Regions from separate parts of the Mus musculus genome. Here regions 1, 2, 4 and 5 are each linked to region 3. The links are chromatin contacts, called in public promoter capture Hi-C maps. All regions are on one chromosome and are shown on one strand. Each heading gives the region's core, a stretch centred on a gene start, on an enhancer-like site or on the middle of the called end of the contact. The rest is flanking DNA. Distances are from core to core; before and after follow the strand shown. Region 1 holds the start of Crym (crystallin, mu). Region 2 has its middle 21 kb from the start of Zp2. Region 3 holds the start of Acsm5 (acyl-CoA synthetase medium-chain family member 5). Region 4 holds the start of Ccp110 (centriolar coiled coil protein 110). Region 5 holds the start of Anks4b (ankyrin repeat and sterile alpha motif domain containing 4B).

Region 1 (3,891 bases), core at 993-3,492, 680 kb before region 3:
AGGAAGGTTGAGAACCACTGCTTTAGACAGCCAGTCCTCTCTTTTAGGCTGGCAACACACATACACAATGAAATTCGTTCCTAAGTCCCTGTGGGTGGATGTGGAGGACCCACATCGGACTCCTGGGGCGTCTAAGGGCAGCTGCAGAGCAGGTCCATCCCTGACACACACCTCTCGGACTACACAACAGCCACGGCCACCATCACAGCCACGAGGGGACGCTCGTCGCCCGGGCACCGCTCCTCTCAACGCTCTAGCCAACCGCCTGGCGGCGCAGATCCGATCCGGGTGCGCGATGGGAACCAGGCGCGCGCTGGAAGGAGCCGCCTGAGTGTAGCCCCTGTGCACTCTGGAGCCTTTTCCACTCTACTGAGTTTGGCTCACTCCTTTAGAAACAGAGATTCTCGTAGTAAAGCCAGCAAGACGGTTGAAGCGATAGCAGAACTCAGAGGTCCAGATAAAAACTTTCGTACATTTCCAATCTTTTTGTGTACGTATGTGCTTAGAAGCTGTCTTAGAGTCCGTCCATCCACAGCAAAAGAGAAGCTCCGCTATTCTAACTTCTATTTAATTTTTGATATTGTTCACTGTTGTTCTCCTTTGGTTAATTTTTATCTTTTTATTTTTTATCTTTTAATTTTTGCTGTTTTAATATTTCTCTTGAGCATTGGCTTACCTACTCTGTGTGTCCAGTAAGCCTTGCTGACTCGATATTGCTGCAGCCTGGGGACTGGACTGTTTTGCTGCACTCTCACCTTTAGTGTGTTGGTATCAGTCTAGGGAGCAGCAAGTGACATGACCCACTTCTTTCTAGATCTGTAGGGGGCAGCAGAAAATTTCCCCAGGCAGAGATACTGCTTCAGGGAAGGCGGGGAAGAGACGCAGCAGCTTCCCCTACATTACTACTGAGTTTATTAATAGTAGTCTTTCTCGAAAGTCATTACTACACTTAATAATAGTTGTATTGTTTTAATAGTAATAAAAATTAAAGCTGGCTCTGGTGGTGTACACCTGTTGTCCTAGCATTTGGGAAGTCAAGGCCAAGCCTTGACTACATAGGAATTTTGAAGCCGGGGGTGGCCTAGGTGAGACCCTGTCTCAACAAAACAAAACAAAACAAAACAAAACAAAACAAAACGGGCAGCCGAGATGACTCTGCTGTTGGAGCTCTTCTAGAGGACCCTAGTTCACTTCATAGTATCCATGTAGGGTGGCTTACACCTGTAACCTCCAGTTCCAGGAGATCTGATGCCCTCTTCTGGCTTCCTTGGAAATGTGCACACATGACACACACATACACACACACACACACACACACACACACACACACACACACACACATGCCCCAAATGAAACCTAACTGCTGCGGACTCCCAGGATGACCTTGGACAAACCCTGGAGCTAACAAGAGCATCTGCATACCTCGGTGACTGTTGATGTAGTCAAACGAGATAGGCTGTTCCTGCTATGAGTATTTGCAGCCCTAGTTTTCTTTGCTCCTTCCTGACACCTTACCACTCTGGGGCAGAATAGTCTATTTTCTTTGAGTTCCCGGAAGCACTTTCTCCAATTACTGGTCAAGGTTAGGCGTCACTACTCCATCAATAGTAGAACATTAGGCATCACTGCCTAGAGTCCTGCTTTTAAATACAATATGAACTCCTTGGGGAAAACAAATACACAGACTGCATTTTGGCTCTTTACATGATGGAAGCCATTACCCTTGTCTGAGACTTCAAGGTGAAGGTTGTTTTGTTTAACCTGGGTCAACTTTACGTTTAACGCAACAGTTAAGGACTAGGGGTGGTGTGGGAAGGAGATTGGGAATAGAAGAAACTCCAGAAATAGACAAAATTAAAACTATAACAAAACCCTCCAAGCCCCTTCTCATCTGCCTTTCTCACAATACTACCCCCAGGGGATCTGGTGTGGAAGAGCAAGGTGGAACCAGAAAGTCCTCTACACACACACACACACACACACACACACACACACACACACACACACAAACACACACACACACAGCGTGCCCAGGAATGTCAGTTGGCTAATTACAGGAATGGGAACAGCTGACTCAAGAATCATCACTCCCAGCCTGCCGCCTTGATTCCAATCTTAGGGAGAAAGCCCTGGAATCCAAGGAGTTGGGGTGGGCGGCAGGGGCGCGGCCCGAGGGGCGGCAGGGGCGGCGATGCTCCGCCCCAGGAGGCCCGCCCAACACTGCTACTCAGGCAGTCCGCTCATTTAGGGCTCAGCTCCTGGAACGTGGAGTGTGTTTCAGCCCGGGTTCGAAGGCAGGCGGCGAGATGAAGCGGGCGCCAGCGTTCCTGAGCGCAGAGGAGGTGCAGGATCACCTTCGCAGCTCCAGCCTTCTCATCCCACCCCTGGAGGCCGCACTGGCCAACTTCTCCAAAGGTCCCGACGGAGGGGTCATGCAGCCAGTGCGCACCGTGGTGCCTGTAGCCAAGCACCGAGGGTGAGTGTAAGGGACCAGAAGGGGATGGGAGAAAGGGGAAAGAAAGGCGCGAAGGGACGCTGAGGAAAGCGATAGGAGAAGGGAGGAGAGGGCTTGTTGATCTCTGCTAATAACAGCTGCTACTTAAGGGGCACTAACCCACCGGGCTTCTACCAAGAAAGCGCTTTTCAGGTGCCACCTGCTGTAATTCAACTCCCTGTCCTTGGAAAGGGAGGTACCAGGGCTGTTGCTCTGCTAGTTGAAAACTGAGAGGTAGAGCGATTTGCGGAAGCTTACAGAGCCAAGAAGTGGCTGAGCTGTGTGATGGCTTTCTGGTCCAGAGCCAGACCGTGAGTCCAGCCTCAGGGAAGGGCAGAAGGGCAGAGGAATGAGCGCAAACGGAATGGCGTGCCAGCACAGCATTAATGGAGGAGGGAAGATGAACGGGACTTCATTGAACACTCAGCATTGACTGGAAGGAGTTGAAATTGCGCTCTCTCTCTCTCTCTCTCTCTCTCTCTCTCTCTCTCTCTCTCTCTCTCTCTCAGCTTCCTGGGAGTCATGCCTGCCTACAGTGCTGCTGAGGATGCGCTCACCACCAAGTTAGTCACCTTCTATGAGGGCCACAGCAACACAGCGGTCCCCTCCCATCAGGCATCGGTGCTTCTCTTTGATCCCAGCAATGGCTCCCTGCTGGCGGTGAGCAGTCTCTTCTCCTCTGGGGCAGAGAGGGTAGAGGAAGCCTCCCCTGGAATAGAGAGTGTTCCTTGGGCCCAGAATTAAGCCTAGACGCTAGTGAGAAGTAATATGATTGCAAGCGACCAGACAGGAGACATCAATGGTGATCCGTGACAGCACCTGTTTCTAGGGCCGCTTGTGCCTATAGCGGTGGCGAGTGTGTGGCTGTAGAAGTAACGATCCTGTTGTTCATGCTTATGGTCTTGTAACACGCTCAGATACACCAAGTGCGCAGCTTGAACTAAAGCAGTAGCTGAAGGGACTTTTATTCATTGAAGCCCTCCCTGTATGGAGGAAAAGACACAGTAACCTGTGGGTGTCTTCCTGACATCTATCTTTATCATCTAGCAAGGTATAACAGGAGCAGTAACTCACATTTACCGAGCAATTGGGGAGATGTGGAACTCTAAGCACATTACCTGTACAATTAAAACTACCCAGGAGCAACATGATATTGTTACCCCACTTCAGGGATGCAACAGCTGTGCTCAACTGAACCCCCTAATAAGAAGCAAGGCTGGACTAAGTTCTACTGCTTTATCTGTTTGCTTGCTTGCTTTGTGTCCCAGGACACACACACACACACACACACACACACACACATATGAAATCCTCCTGCCTCAGCCTGTCAAGTGCTGAATATGAACTGGGCATTTCCTGTTAAGTTTTGTTGAGATTTCTGAGGCTTAGGTGAGACC
Region 2 (3,610 bases), core at 55-2,554, 600 kb before region 3:
ACACACACTCACAGGCATACACGCACGCACGCGCACGCCCGTGCCCCTCTCCTGAAGCCTGAGGGGCTGGGGGCTTTAAGGGTCTTTGGTTAGCTGGAATGGGGATGGGGTATTCTCCTTTCCTTAATTTAGAGTTGGTCAGTTTAAACAAAGGGATGCTGACAGACCCACAACTTTGTTTAACCAGACCTTGAACTTATCAGACTGGTCTGCTGTGTGTGTGTGTGTGTGTGTGTGTGTGTGTGTGTGTGCGCTCTCGAGCTCAAATTTCCTTACCTTTAATAAAATTCTTTCTTCACCAGCTGAGTCTCAGATTTCCTTTGCTGCTTCCCGTTGTTCTCAAGTTTTTTTTTTTTTTTTTTTTTTTTTTTTTTTTTTTTTTTTTTGCCTTTTAATTCTTTAATTGGCAGAGAAAACGAACCCAATCCAAACCCCTAGAAGTAACAGTTATGTCATATCTGAGAGTAGACATTTTCTCATGTTTCTCCAGATAAAGTCACACCACACTCTTATAGAAGAAGCCATATTAGTATAAAACCTACACATACCTCATTACTTAGAATAGTGATTTTAAGACCTAATAACTGTGAGTGCTATGTAAAGGCTTGTTGTATCAACTAGGAAATAACAATAAAAAGCCTGTGAATGTCCAGCACAGACACACTTTTCTTTCAGATACTCTTCATCCATGCTTGGTTGAATCCAAGGACACAGAACCCACAGAAACCAAGGACCAACTATGAAAAGAAGCTTGGTTCAGACCAGATAGTACTGCAGTGTCTTAGCTCCTGAACTCAGGAGCCAGGAAACATGACACAAAGTCAGTGCTATAGACTGGAGACTTGCAGCATGGCCCTGGGTCAACTGTTGTCCTCCCTGGGTCTCAGGCTTGCTGATGACATCAGGGATGGTGGAGAAGATGCTTTCCACCTGGCTTCTCGGGGAGTAGACAGTGCCAAAGCTCACACTGTGCCTGCCACAGTCAAAGCAGGGCCAGTCACTCAGTCGCTCTGCTTTCACAGCTGGTCTGTAATCTGGTGGCTGGCTTCAGTTGGCTGTGATGTTGGCTCCCTCTACTGGCTTAAAAACAAACTTCGGGTGAGTGGGGGAGGATGGCACTTTCTCTCTCTCTCTCTCTCTCTCTCTCTCTCTCTCTCTCTCTCTCCATCTCCAGGTGGAAGCTACAGCACCCATGGTTTCAATGGAAGCCACAAAGAGATGGTTTTTGACACACTGCTATTATGGGCACTACTCCATGGGAAACTAAACATTTACAATATGAAACCAGTGACCCCTGGAGCCATTCTACGTAACAACAAAGGTCATGGACACTCTGCTGCCTGGGAACTTCACATGCCTGGGAACACATACCTACCCCAAAAGACCTCAAAGGCAGGTAGAGGAACTCATACTGGTTCCGGGGGTGAGTTTTTCAAGCAGGCAACCTGTGTTTGAGTCCCACATCCCAAACTGCTCTTAGGCAGCCAAAGATCTCAACCTTTACACTTCCTCCCCTTTAAAGTGGACAGGAGTTTGCACTGACTGGAAGCATGCAGACTGGAGACAGCACTCAGCACACAGCAAGTGCTCAAAGCTAAACAAAACAAACTTTTCTGGACAGAAAGGTAAAATTATTTACTGTGTAAAGCTAAAGTTCTCTTGCGTGGGCCCTGGTCGCCTTTCCAGTGAGCTATTCTTCAGATTGTGTATAAAAGGCCAGCAGCTTCTATGGCATGAGGCTAAGTTAACCTAGTCTTGATTTAGATGCCGTGCTTCCTGGATGAATTCAGAGAGTCACTTAATCGCCAAACCTTGGCTTCCTTTCTGTGAACTAAATGCTGATGCTTAAGAACAATAAGCAGGCCGAGGAAAACAATTGGTCTGCTCATGAACAGGAGGGTCTAGTGCTTCTAAGTGCTGTGGAAAAGCATTTGAACTTGGCTGAGTCTGGAGCAAGAGTGTTTACATAATCAGAAATGTGTTTTGAAAAGCTCTTGCCTAGTAGCTGAGAAGCCTCCCCGGACGGGTTGCGCAAAGCACTGTAAATATGCCCAAATCTTGTGTCCCAGCTGAGACCCTGCTCTAAGCCAGCAATCTACTTGGAACATCTTCTTGGTGTCAGATGACATAGCTGGACTAATAGGGGCAATCTGGGATGTAGGCTTTTCCACATAGTCCCCATCTCAGGAAATAGTATCACTAGCTACCACCACCCACTGGTTAGAGCTAAATATCTAGATGTCAACTTTGTGTTCCCCTTTTCTTTTCCACCTACACCAACCAACCAACCAACACCTCTAGATGTCCACACAAGAAAGATCTTCATCCCCTTCCGCCAAGTGTAAGCCAAACCCACAGCCATCCCGTGTCCCCAGCCTTTGCAGATTCTTAAGTGGCCTTCCTGTCCCCAGACCTTTGGCTGTGAGTCACAACAATCCTAAATCTGATCTGGGCGTAGATTACAATATAATCCAAATATAATCTATACTATACAGAGGCTGGAGCAGAAGGAGCTAGAATTTGAAGTCATATTTGACTATATAGAAGTCATTATAGAAGTTCCCTATCAGGAAGAAGGGAGAGAGGGAGGAACTGGGGGGAGGGAGGGAAGAATGAGGAAGCAAGTGAGTGAGTGAGGGAGGCAGAGGGAGAAGGAGAGAAGGAAAACAGGGAGGAGAAAAGGGGCAGAGGGGAGACAGGTAAACAGAAAAAAAAAAAAAGTAATGAACACCTGGATGTCTGACCACAGCATTTTTCCATATAGGAGCCTGCAGTGCCTCCCTCTCAGTGCTGTGGTGTGGATCTCTGTTCCTTTTCCACTCTCATTCTTTCCATGCCCAGCCACACTAAGTTCTTTCCTGCCTTCAAGACTTAGGGCCACTGTGCCCCAGGAACACCTCCCACCATAGCCAGAGCCACACCTACAGCCTGTCATTCTTTTAGTCACAGAGCTATACCTACCTAATCTCTGTAGTTGCAGTGGCCTCATCTTTATCAGCCCTTCACCTCTATTCTGTGCACTCATCACAGTCTCTTACAGATGCTAGGGGAAGCCGTGACCCATCTCTGGTTCCCTTGCCTTCTCCTTAGTGTGGGGCATTCCCAAGACTTACTTCTAGAGAATAGGAACCATGACAAGATATATGTGATTGTGTATACACATGGCAAGAAATGTAATTCATGTAATTGCTAAGTCTCTTCTCCTTGGTGTTTTGAAAACAAGAGACTGTCACTTTGTGAGCTGTCACAGGAGACAGACATGTAGCAAGGAACTGTGGCCCTCAGTCTGTAGCCCTCAAGGAATTAGATGTGACCCGTGGCCATGTATACTTGGATGTAGCTCCTTCCCTAGACATGCCTCAGAGAAGAATCCAGGGCAACTCTGCTAAAATTGCTATGTTCTTTTATGCCAATAGTTGTTGCAGGTTATTAATCAGTAATAAATAAACAAAGTACAAATACAAGTGATAATTGACCCCAATCTTGGGAGCAAAGCCAGGGACCTCCATGCTCTCCAAAACTGAAGCCTAAGAACCCAGTTGGGCTGGTCAGCAGTATACACAGGTCAGACCCTCACATGAAGTAAAGAGATGTTCAATAAACAATAACT
Region 3 (3,795 bases), core at 123-2,622:
GCAGGGAAGTAAAAAGGAAACAAATTAGATAATATATATGGTACTTAGCCAGGCATGTGAACAACATATCACTTGTCTTTTGTACCGAGACTGCAAGCAGAGTGTGCACTTGAGGCTAACACAACAGCTAGGTTTCTTAAGTGCCAGGAGCTGCCAGTGGTCAGAGCTGTTTTAGGGCCTTGCTGTTCAGGGGATAGGACCTTAGAGCATGAGTGGTCCCCAGAGCTGTGCCTTGGCTCCCACCTGTGAGTGTGACTCTGCATGTTCACAGGATCCCAGAGATATCTGTAGCCTGGGGACACTTTCAGTTTCAGTCCCTTGGGGCAAATTCCTCTAGTGATAACAGAACAGGGTAACAGTAAGACAATGATAATAGTTTAAACAGCAGGAAAGGCCCATTCCCACAACCACTGAAGGCTGACTGTGCACAGAGCATATTGCGAAAACAAAAACAAAAAACAAAAAACCCAACAACAATTTCACATCAATAAATTGCCCATGCACCTGAAACTATCCATGCTTTTGTAAGTAACTCTAATTAAACTCACTGGGTTCAGGAAATAATAACTTAAAAAACCAAAAATGCCAGAGAGGGACTAGTTGAGAAGGAGGAAGAGGGAGAGGAGGAGGAGGGAGAGGAGGAGGAGGAGGAGGGAGAGGAGGAGGAGGAGCAGGAGGAGGAGGAGGGCATCAGTGGGGATGGAAAGGGACAAAGAGTGGAAACGAGGATGATTAGGATGAAAACACATTTTATCCGGGTCTGAAAAGCCTCGCTGAAACCCATTATTGTGTATAATAACATAAGCGCTCGATCAACGGTAAGAACTACACAAAAAGCTTTTCATGAAGCCCTGTGACAACTCTCTCCCAAATTCTACTTTCCTCATTAGAGGAGGCGGCTTAGAAGGGAAACAGTTACTTCCGACTCTCACTTTCCAGAAAAGTCTAGGTTCAGCCTTTGGCTCGTAGCCACTAACACCGGGTTTAGAGCCTCGGATCTCCCGGACATCGCTCCTGTATTCTGCCTCACACACACCCGTTTCTTTGACTCTTCCCTTCTTGATGGCTGACCTCCACAGCCTTCAGGTCTTTCCTGACAATTTCCTAAGGTCACATTGTGCCATTCCTATCCTTGATTTAATCCCCAAAGGTCTCTGGGTAGGTGGCACGTGCCAGTGAAGGGTTTCTTGCTCAGTTACCTTGTTTTAAAATCTGAGGTACACAAAAGGCATCTGCGTTTCACTGCAGCAGCAAGGCAGACCTAAAAGCTCCTGAGAAGATTTCCCCAGAAGCGATGAAGGCAGGATTGGGACAGGGAGCTTTAGCCCCAAGCACAGCCTGGAGAAAACAGGGTTAGAAGTCAGCAGCTTCAAGTTTCAGAGGGTCAGGACACTGTGAGCTGGTGAAAGCAGCTCCCTGCCAGGGTTTCCCAGGCAAACAGTGCCTGCAAGATAAACCTTGGCCTGGAGTCAGCCTGTTAGGGACTGGCACACTAGTACACGTGCTCCCTGGAATTCAAATGAGAGCTTTATGCTGCTTTAACAGAAAGGACAATAAACCAGATCCTATCTGTTTTTCACCTGAATGCCCCCTTCTGCACCCCCAATACCCTTTGCCCAGGGCTTAAAGATAAAAAATGTGACCCTGAAGGAATAGCTTGGCAAAGGATGTGAGCAGGATTCTTTGAACGAATAAAATGGCTCTTGGATGGGGGCCAAGGCAGGACAATTACATAAATTTACTGGAAAGAAAAAAAAACTGGATATTACCTAAATAAAGCTGTTGAGATCAAATAGAAAGCTTTCTAATGCTCCCTACTTCCTCAAGGGTTAAAGCCAAAGCTGTGATATGGGTGCATGGCAGGCAGGCAGGCTGCTTCTTTGAGAACAGCAGCAAAAAACCATCCTGATCCACAGCCATTGGGATGCCATTAGTGTAGCTATCACCAGAACCAGCTTCCGAAGCTCCCACAGGTTAATTTGTGCTCCACCCCACCCCGTAATTGTTTCCAGCACAGTGCAGCTCCATGCCTGAGTCTTCCTGCCCAGATGCCCCTTCTACACGGTATCCTACCTTAAAGTCTCACATGGAACAGCCCCGGGACTCCCTCAGACCAGAACTGTCTCCACCAGCAGTCTTTTGCCACTCCTCCTCTGACCACCATTCCTCCCTCTCTAGGACGGGCCCCTTTCTAATGCTGTGTAGTTTTAGTTGCTGTGTAGTTTTAGTTAATTCCCAGTGTGTCTCCCCTTCACACAGGCACATCAGGACACGTGGGTGTAGATTTGGGATCCTCTGCACTCTGGCACTCCTGCACTCAGAATACTCCTTCATTTGGGAGAGGTCGTGATTCTTTGTTGAGTCCTCAAGTAGCAAAGGTGAAGATTCATTTAATATTTTTTCACTGCCAGATACTGTGTTGGGGTTTTCCATGGGTAATAAGTTCAAAGTGATTTCTGTGTTTTGCTTTTTTTATTGTATGTATGTATGTATGTATGTATGTATGTATGTATGTATGTATTTTTGGATAAAATCTAACCTGACAAAGTCCCCATACCCCAGCACAGGACCTCAGAGCATTGTTCTTAACACTAGAGGGGGATGAGGGGTTGTCACACAGGCTGTGTAGCAATCATACGCCATGTTCCTCCTCTGATCTCGTCAGGTCAACCAGGCCCATGTCCACGTGAGCAGCATTTCTTTCTCCCTGACTGCCTTGGCCACAGTGTCTTCACTGGGTCCTAGGCAATAAGCCCATGCCTGAATTTGCAGCAGTTTCTAGAGATATGTTCTACACACCCAGATATATGGACAAATGAGCTATCTTCAGGTGATAGAATTTCAATATCCCTGTGTCTGTCAGTATTTGATAAGAGCTGGGGCAGCAGAAAGCTGAAGGGTGAAAACTCTGGCCATAACAATGACACACTAATCATACAAACAGCCTTTATTTTAATAATATTTCCTGGGTGCCTAGTATATACTAAGCAAAGGAAATGACATGTAATTCAGGAGACAATTAAGGCCCAAAACAGGGTGAGGCTGTTAGCATTTGATACAAAGTGATTGGGAAAGGGGCAGCCGGGAAAGACATGTCCCTAGGCTTTAAAGAAGCCAAGAGAAGTCTTGAGTATTGCTGGGTAAAGAGCTTCCTGACCAAGGAGACTGCAACTCTAAGGCCCTGAGGTAAGAAGGTGGGCATCACCTTCTTACTCATTTGAGGAAGAAGGAAGAGGTTCATGTGGCTGGAAGACAGCTAAGGAGAGGAACTTAGAAGGCCTGGAGTGTGGCTCCACAGTGGAAGTGGCAAAGCACTGCTAAGTATGTGCGAAGCCCTGGGTTTTCTTCCCAGTGCTTCCAGAGGGAAAGGAAGGGTGGATGAGGGGAGGGAAAGGAAGAGAAGGGGAGGGGAGAGGGGAAGAGAAGAGGACAGGACAGCAAGTGCAAAGGAAGGCAGGGGAGGGGAGGGGGGAAAGGGAAGAGAAGGGGAGGGGAGGAAAAAGAAGAGAAGAGGAGGGGAGGGGGAAGAGAAGAGGACAGGACAGCAAGCGCAAAGGAGGGCAGGGATGGGAAGGGGGGAAAGGGAAGAGAAGGGGAGGGGAGGAGAGGGGATAGGGGAAGAGAAGAGGACAGGACAGCAAGTTCAAAGGAGGGCAGGGGAGGGGAGCGGGAAAGGGAAGAGAAGGGGAGGGAGGGGAGGGAGGGGAGGGGAGGGGAGGGGAGGGGAGTGAAGGGAAGGGAACGAAAGAGAAGGGAGGTGAGCAAGGGAGAGGAAGAAAGGGAAGTCTAAGAGAC
Region 4 (3,454 bases), core at 38-2,537, 810 kb after region 3:
CTACCACCCCATACTTTAGCATCAGGCATTACTGGTCCATGGTCCACTTACATTCACACCAGCCTCAGCAGGTCCAGGCATGCCTTTTCTACTCCATTTCTACCTAATTACAAGTGACCTTTGTCCAGGAAGTCTCTTGGCAAACCCTATAGCCTCATGGCTCCTATCTACTTATTCATAACCTGTACTCAGAAATGTCACTGAAAGGAAAGGCGAAGGTAACACAGCTTCCAAGGCTGGCTGCTTACCACTAAGTTTTTCCACAAACACATAAACTTCCTACAGAGTCTGTAAAGGGAGAAAGATATGCTGTTTAAGGACATACTAGCTGTTCGTACATTCATGGTAGGCTAATATCCCTGGACCCCACCATCTATAAAGTGGGGCTCTGTCTCAAGGCGATTTTATGAGAAAACAATGAGCTAAGGCACAGACAGCAATCGCAGGACTGTATGTAGGACAAATAGAAGCATCAGTAAGTGGAAGCTGCTTCCAAACGGAGGATATAATGGTGTTTTTATCACCTCCGTGTGAACTCTTGGAGAAGAGACAATTTTTGGTTCTTCCTGAGACTCAAATGTGACTTGAAAACATGAGAAAGGGCTTTCTCATCCAAATCCATCTCTTAAGGTAGGAACCACTTAACAGCATCATGGGTGTCTGAGAGAACCAGCTACATTATCCTGCAGATGCCCCAGAGTGGCAAAGCTGGTGTAAACAGCGCTCCTATGGGCCTTTGGTTGCGGTAACCAGTATTTAGAAATGGCCAGTGCACACCCCGGGGGACGCCTCCATCTCCTCCTACACTACCTCCGACACCAAACTGAAGTCACCATGAAGTGCCTACTCTTCAGCGCAGGATGCTTCACTGGGCGGAGCCAGCATCCAAGCATCCCCTCCAAGTCCCCCTGACCCCGGTCCTCAACTCCCGCCTCCCCATTCCCGATGCCTTCAAGGGCTCGTGACCGAGGGAAGCCAAACCGGGTCCGGAACGCCGGCCTTCTGTCCCTCGGGACACCAATGCCGGGTCTCACCTCAGCCTAGACCCGTAGGAAAACGAACCCAGTCCTCTTGCACACACCTGACACCTACTGCCCGGTCAGCTTCTCTGCCCGTGGACCAGCCTCCTCTGTAAGCAAAGGCCTCAGTCGGTTTAGACAGAGCGCATCTAGGTCCTCCGCCTTCTCCTCCTCCTCCTCCCCGCCATATTACGGGTCCCTCAGGCGGCAACGCGGGATCCTGGCAACCGCTGCCGCCGCCACCAGCTCAACTCCACCCCTCAGGGCCGGTACTTCCGGTGGCTGTTTGGCGGGCAGTTGAAGCGGTTGGGCCTCCATAGACTACAATTCCCAAAGTGCACTGCGGTCATCAGCAAGCGCTTACATGAGCTTTACGCAATCGAGATGCACGCTGGGAAGAGTAGTCTTCACTGCAAACTAAGGGCTTTGACTATAAATTACCATAGAAAGTCTCCTCAGGGCCTTAAACCCCAAAAGTGTTCCTGGGAAGTTGTCGGGTATTTTTGTTTGTCTGTCTGTCCGTCCGTCCGTCCGTCTGTCTGTCTGTATAGAGATAGTCTCCTGTTTGGTCGATGGAAAATGTACAACATTCACCCATGTTTTCCCTATAAATGAAAAATGTGGCTGAATCGCAGACACCAACTCAAGGCTTTAATATATTTGCACTTCTTTGCAGATCAGTTGCGGGGAATATACAGAGGAAAAGATAACTTCAAGTTGGCAAAAAAAAAAAATCCACCAATATTTTTTATCAGTTCTTACCTAAATTACTCACTAAGAGCTTTTTTGATTTAATGACACCATTTCCATTCTATAACTGGGCTTTGCCGTCCTCCTGGTGCTTATTTTTGTTTATGTATAGTGGGAATTTTAAAGAGCCTACCAAGAGTGGTTGTGAGGCATAACAGAGAAAACTCTTATACTGCACCTGGTACAAAAATCTCTAATAGGAGGAAAGGGTCATCTAGAGAGATGCTCAGTCACTAAAGCATTTGCCACTCAAGCATGAGGACCTGAGTTCAGAGCCTGAACACTCCCCTAAAAAGGCTCTGAGTCCTGGCTAAAAATTATAATTGCCAGTCCTGGGGATATAGAAATAGGAACTCCCTGGCGATCTCAGGCCGGCCATTCTAGCCAGTTTCAATGAGATCCTCAAAAATTAGGGTGGAAATTGACTGAAAAAGATACCCAACAGAGATGGATATCTCTGGTCTCCCTATACATATGTACATGTGTGTATATATATATATATATATATATATATATATATATATATATATATACACTCATGCCAAAAAATAAAAATAAAAAGGTAGGCTAAGAGCTGGAGGCAGAGGAATCATGGGATGATGGGTATCAAGAGGTGAGATCTGTCCCACTAGCACTATCCCAGTGAAACACTGGGACGCAGAGAATGGGCTCTCAGGCAAAGGCTTTAACAGAGGCAGTGCCTCAAGAAGGGTGGCATGAGGGGACCATGGTGTGAGGGACAAAGCTGACAGAGACAAGAGTGCCCCATAGCAGTGAGTGAGCCCTGAAATGGAGTCCAAGGTCCAGACATGTTCTGTTAATCTTGAGGACAATGTAATGTGGGGCTTTGGGGTGGGGGTTCCACTTATAACTTAATAATAAAGACTTGGAGACCTGTGTATAGTATAAGGATGTTGGCTTGTTTGCTGGGGCAGTCTCTCGGTTAGCACATCTAACTCAAGCCAAGTTCTCTGCTATTATAGTTCTCTGCTCTACTTCCATGTCTTTTGCCTCTGTCAGTCCTTCTACCCCAGCTCTTTATTATGCAAAAAGCCACACTAGAAACTAACGCAGTTGACATTGAAAAGGTCAAGGCTATGTGACCTTTGCCAAGGCATCTTGCCTTTTCTTTTTGAGCAGGTGGGGAAGGAACAAACATTTGCTTAACCTGCTCTGCAGGCACAGGGATTAAAAACTGAGAATACACCCGGCAGTGGTGGCGCATGCCTTTAATCCCAGCACTTGGGAGGCAGAGGCAGACAGATTTCTGAGTTCGAGGCCAGCCTGGTCTACAGAGTGGGTTCCAGGACAGCCAGGGCTATACAGAGAAACCCTGTCTTGGAAAACAAACAAACAAACAAACAAACAAACAAAAACTGAGAATACAGGGAGATCTTTTCATAGCCGATGTGGGAGTTAGCCCAACCACAATGAGTTCTTTAAGCACAGACCTGGAACTCCAGAGATCCTTGGATCAGGTGTGGGCTACCATTCTAATCTGAGAATGAAAAGTCTTTTAAAGAAATCTCTTCCTCCTGTTTTCATTTGTTTGCTTGGGTTTTTTGTTTTGTTAGTTTTAGGGGAGCTGGTTTTGTTGTTGTTCCCTTAGTTTGTTTTTTGTTTTTTAAAACAGGGTTTCTCTTTGTAGTCCTGGCTGTCCCAGAACTTCTGTTGACCAAGCTATC
Region 5 (3,563 bases), core at 1,041-3,540, 650 kb before region 3:
ATGTTATAGACTCGCAGACAGAAATGTAAGGGCTGCTCAGCACTGGCGTTCTCAGTCTCACCAGGACCCTGCCTTTCCCCTTGTAAAAGTGATTCCCTATCGAAGAAGGGAACTTGCTTTTCCTAGTTGTCTTTGCCTGTACCTCCTCTCTCTCCTATCATGGGGGAGGGGGGGCTCCACCTTTGCCCTCCCTAGAGGTGGCAGCCATAAGAACCCATCATGGAAACAGAAAATTGATCTCTCCAGGTACCAAACTTCTTGCCAACTTGATCTTAGACTTCCTGGCTGCTCTTAAAATTATGAGAATAAGTTTTATCCTCTCTGAGTTACCTTGTCTGAGGTATTTCGTTATCATAGCACAAGTGTAGGCCAACTGACAACTTTAGTTCTGAGAATTTGCACTCGGAAAAAAAAAAGTATGGACCAGGACTTACGTGGAAGAACAATCATCACAACACTGCCAACTAGAAAAAAAAATGTAACAAATAGGGGGATAACCTAAGAAATAAATTTGCTGGTTATGATACTAAAGGTGTAAATTAAATAGAGAGTGTTGCATACTTCACTGCTGTAGCAAAACTGAGACATTAACTCAAAAAAAAAAAAAGAAAGACCTAACTTGAATAAAGCTTCAGGAGATGCCGTATAGAGAGTGAGCACGCTCTTTCTGACATGTTCCCCAGTCCAACGAGGTGGCCAGACCCGCAATCTGTTTAATCCAAACATGGATGTTGACCCTCGTCTTCCTTTACTTGCCACATCCAATCACTCTCTGACATCCAAACTGTCACTCACATCTCTGTGTCTACCCACGCCCAGTGTTACCACGTGAGTTTCACTTTACCTTGAATGTCCCTAGACATTCTCTGTGACCACTGTACAATCACCAGAACAATATTCATAAGCATAAATCTATCTGATGGCCTCCTTTGTAAATAGAGGGTGTGGTGTCTAGGCTCTCAGGAGAAGATTGAAGTTCTCAGCAGAATTCTCAAGGCTCCTGATAGTCTGGTCTTATGGCTTAGGTTCTGTCCCTGTGCAGGTCAGGTCCAGCCAAGCTCAATGTCTTCCATCCTCGGAATGCACAGTGTTCTGCCTTAGGGGGAAAACACTTCCCTCCACCTCGATCAGCTCCTTGTCTTTCTAATGTCAGCTTAATTTCCCTTCCCTGGCACGAGCTTTATCACATCTACCCAAAGCCGCTCGCTTGGCTTCCCCTCTCAGATCTGATTGCCACAGGAACACTAGGATGTTCTGTTGATCAGCACCATCTGGGCAGCACCAAAAATATATGAGAAGAATTGGAATCAGAGGAGGAAGGAGTGGAAGAAAGAGAAAGAGGAAGAAGGAGAGAGAAGGAGGAGAGGTGGACTGTCACCTGCCAGATGCTAAATATGCACTGTCCTGGAATCACTTGGCTCTCTTACTCTTTACCTCCCCTCCCGTCCTCCCACTCCCACTCCTCTCATTCTCCCAGACTCCTCTTTCGCTCCATTTCTGCCCATCTTAAGTCGTAGCTGCCTACCCTGACTAGCCCTCTGGCAATGAGCAGGACAAGCAGAATAAAAGAGTTAGCAAAGACTTGAATTTAAAGGTAAGGGATGGTGTGTGTATGTGTGTGTGTGAAGATTGAAGACTCATTTTATAGCTTGTAAAGCCAGAAATTTCATTCAAAAATTCAGCTTACACCAAGGCCGAGTGTTCATAAAAGATAGTTTTTAGTGACACAATTGAAAACGTAAAATAAAGCCATGTCCTAACCAAGGAGGATGACTGAACCAAAAAGCATGGTGACCTCTTTTTAAGGAGTTAACCATTTCAATTCCATGGATATGACTTTCAGGGCATATAGTTCCAATGCCTACCCCCACCCCTCTGCCTGAGTGACTCCTAAATGGCTGTTTTCACAGGGAAAGAAACCATACCTAGCTTAGTCTTGACTCTTTCTCTAAAAGCCAAAGACTTAGGGAGCCTAGAAAGAAGTAAAATGTCTTCGTGGATGTCTCTGTCTCTTACTGCCGGTGTGGTACTCCCCACCCAGGATACCCTAACAGGAATCACTCACCCTCTACTGCAGATTATTTCTAGGGCCTCGAGGTTGCCGTGGTAGGCTGCCAGGAGAGTGGGTGTCATGCCATCCTCATCTGAGAGATTCAGATCACGCTTGGTGGCCTCCTTCAGAAGTTCCAGGTAGCTGTCACTCGCTGCTTGGTGATAGCGGGTAGACATTTTTTCTGCCCACCAGAGCTTGGCCAGGTAGGAGTCTTTGTCTAGGCAGAGCTGGTAACACAGTCTTCCAACAGGGCTGGTTAATCAGTGACGGGGAGTATCACCCCAGGCCAAAGTTCACTCCGGCCTTGCTCCTTGGAAGGCAGCCAGCCAGGAAGACCTGCAATCCTGGACTTGGGCCTTTCCTTTGGGGACCAACCATGGCAATGACCACTGAGGCCTGACAGGTGTGTCATGAGTGTGGTGAAGCACGTTTAATCTTTACTGTGTCCATTAACTAGTGTCAGATGTGATACTGACCACCCACTCACAGAATATGGGAAATAATCTCAAAAAACTCTGAACTGTTTAAGTTCACTTGGGTGGGAGAAGGGGTGTTTTAATAGATTTTAGGGGGTCTAATTTGTACAACTTGAATTTAGCCATTTGAAGTATAAAATAAAAGATCTTAGTAAATTTACAGTTGTGAAATCTTTGCTATAACATGGAGGAGAGAAGGCCGATTGACAGGCCAGAAGACAAACAGGTCACTCTCCAGGAACTGCCACAAAAAAGCTTGGTCTAGAGAGTGTCACAAAAAGGAAACAGCACTTTCTTTTTTAAAAATCTTTTATAAATATTTCTATTATACATAAATACACATATGTCATTATATATACATATATATGTATATGATTAATATTTATAGATATTTTTAAATGATTCAAGTAGCAATACCCAGGCTATAGGAAAGAGAGGAATTGATGTTAGGGTTTTTTAATTGGTTATTTTGTTTATTTACAATTCAAATATTATCCCCTTCCCAGTTTCCCCTCCGAAAACCTCTATTCCATCTCCCCTTTCCCCTGCTTGCATAAGGGTGCTATCCCACCTACCTACTCCTGCCCCACCTCTCTAGCATTCCCCTATGCTGGGGCATCAAGCCTTCACAGGACGAAGGGCCTCCCCTCCCAGTGATGCCAGATAAGGCCATCCTCTGCTACATATGCAGCTGGAGCCATGGGTACCTCCATGTGTTCTCTTTGGTTAGTAGTTTAGTCCCTAGGAGCTCTGGTGGGTCTGGTTGGTTCATATTGTTGTTCCTCCTATGGGGTTGCAAACCCCTTCAGCTCCTTTAGTCCTTCCCCTAACTCCTCCATTGTGGTCCCTGTGCTCAATCTGATGGTTTGACTGTGAGCATTCACATCTGTACTGCTCCCAGCTCTGGCAGAGCCTCTCAGGAGGACAGCTATACCAGGCTCCTGTCAGCAAGTGCTTCTTGGCATCAGCAATAGTGTCTGGGTTTGGTGTCTGCAGATGGGATGGATCCCTAGGTAAGGCAGTCTCTGGATGAC

Evidence for each region. Promoter capture Hi-C pulls out the DNA fragments that hold promoters and counts their contacts. Capture Hi-C pulls out chosen DNA fragments and counts their contacts.
Region 1: a contact with region 3 is called in a promoter capture Hi-C map of liver, with 3 times the contacts expected there. The contact joins the promoter of Crym here to the promoter of Acsm5 in region 3. A contact is called at or near these places in 2 of 39 promoter capture datasets (hematopoietic stem and progenitor cells and liver), 2 of 484 Hi-C or Micro-C datasets (embryonic stem cells and liver) and 1 of 9 other capture datasets (liver).
Region 2: a contact with region 3 is called in a promoter capture Hi-C map of hippocampal neurons, with 2.2 times the contacts expected there. The contact joins the enhancer-like site here to the promoter of Acsm5 in region 3. A contact is called at or near these places in 8 of 39 promoter capture datasets (the 3T3-L1 cell line, 3T3-L1-derived adipocytes, the HPC-7 cell line and 5 more) and 1 of 484 Hi-C or Micro-C datasets (cortical neurons).
Region 4: a contact with region 3 is called in a promoter capture Hi-C map of neural stem cells. The contact joins the promoter of Ccp110 here to the promoter of Acsm5 in region 3. A contact is called at or near these places in 4 of 39 promoter capture datasets (embryonic stem cells, hippocampal neurons, neural stem cells and 1 more) and 1 of 115 datasets of contacts at active chromatin or transcription factors (astrocytes).
Region 5: a promoter capture Hi-C map of liver shows a contact between it and region 3. The contact joins the promoter of Anks4b here to the promoter of Acsm5 in region 3. A contact is called at or near these places in 2 of 39 promoter capture datasets (hematopoietic stem and progenitor cells and liver) and 1 of 484 Hi-C or Micro-C datasets (liver).

The regions. Positions count from the first base shown.
Region 1 is chr7:120,200,340-120,204,230 of GRCm38.p6, reverse strand. Crym (crystallin, mu) reads left to right here and starts at 2,242. Exons shown (of 8, transcript NM_016669.2): 1 at 2,242-2,476; 2 at 3,004-3,154. The coding sequence starts at 2,307. Abca14 (ATP-binding cassette, sub-family A (ABC1), member 14) reads right to left here and starts at 267. Exons shown (of 31, transcript NM_026458.4): 1 at 172-267.
Region 2 is chr7:120,122,380-120,125,989 of GRCm38.p6, reverse strand. No RefSeq gene overlaps it. Among named protein-coding and RNA genes, the nearest start is that of Zp2, 21 kb to the left of the region's middle. Within about 2 kb of position 1,304, at least 53 of the 459 cell types and tissues checked have an H3K27ac peak or open chromatin away from gene starts, as enhancers often do. A contact at or near this core is called in hippocampal neurons, where this site is marked.
Region 3 is chr7:119,523,842-119,527,636 of GRCm38.p6, reverse strand. Acsm5 (acyl-CoA synthetase medium-chain family member 5) reads right to left here and starts at 1,372. Exons shown (of 14, transcript NM_178758.3): 1 at 1,200-1,372. It also overlaps a transcript of Pdilt not described here.
Region 4 is chr7:118,710,376-118,713,829 of GRCm38.p6, reverse strand. Ccp110 (centriolar coiled coil protein 110) reads right to left here and starts at 1,287. Exons shown (of 15, transcript NM_001360794.1): 1 at 1,082-1,287.
Region 5 is chr7:120,172,585-120,176,147 of GRCm38.p6, reverse strand. It overlaps Anks4b (ankyrin repeat and sterile alpha motif domain containing 4B), which reads right to left and starts at 2,290. Exons shown (of 2, transcript NM_028085.2): 1 at 2,066-2,290. The coding sequence starts at 2,229.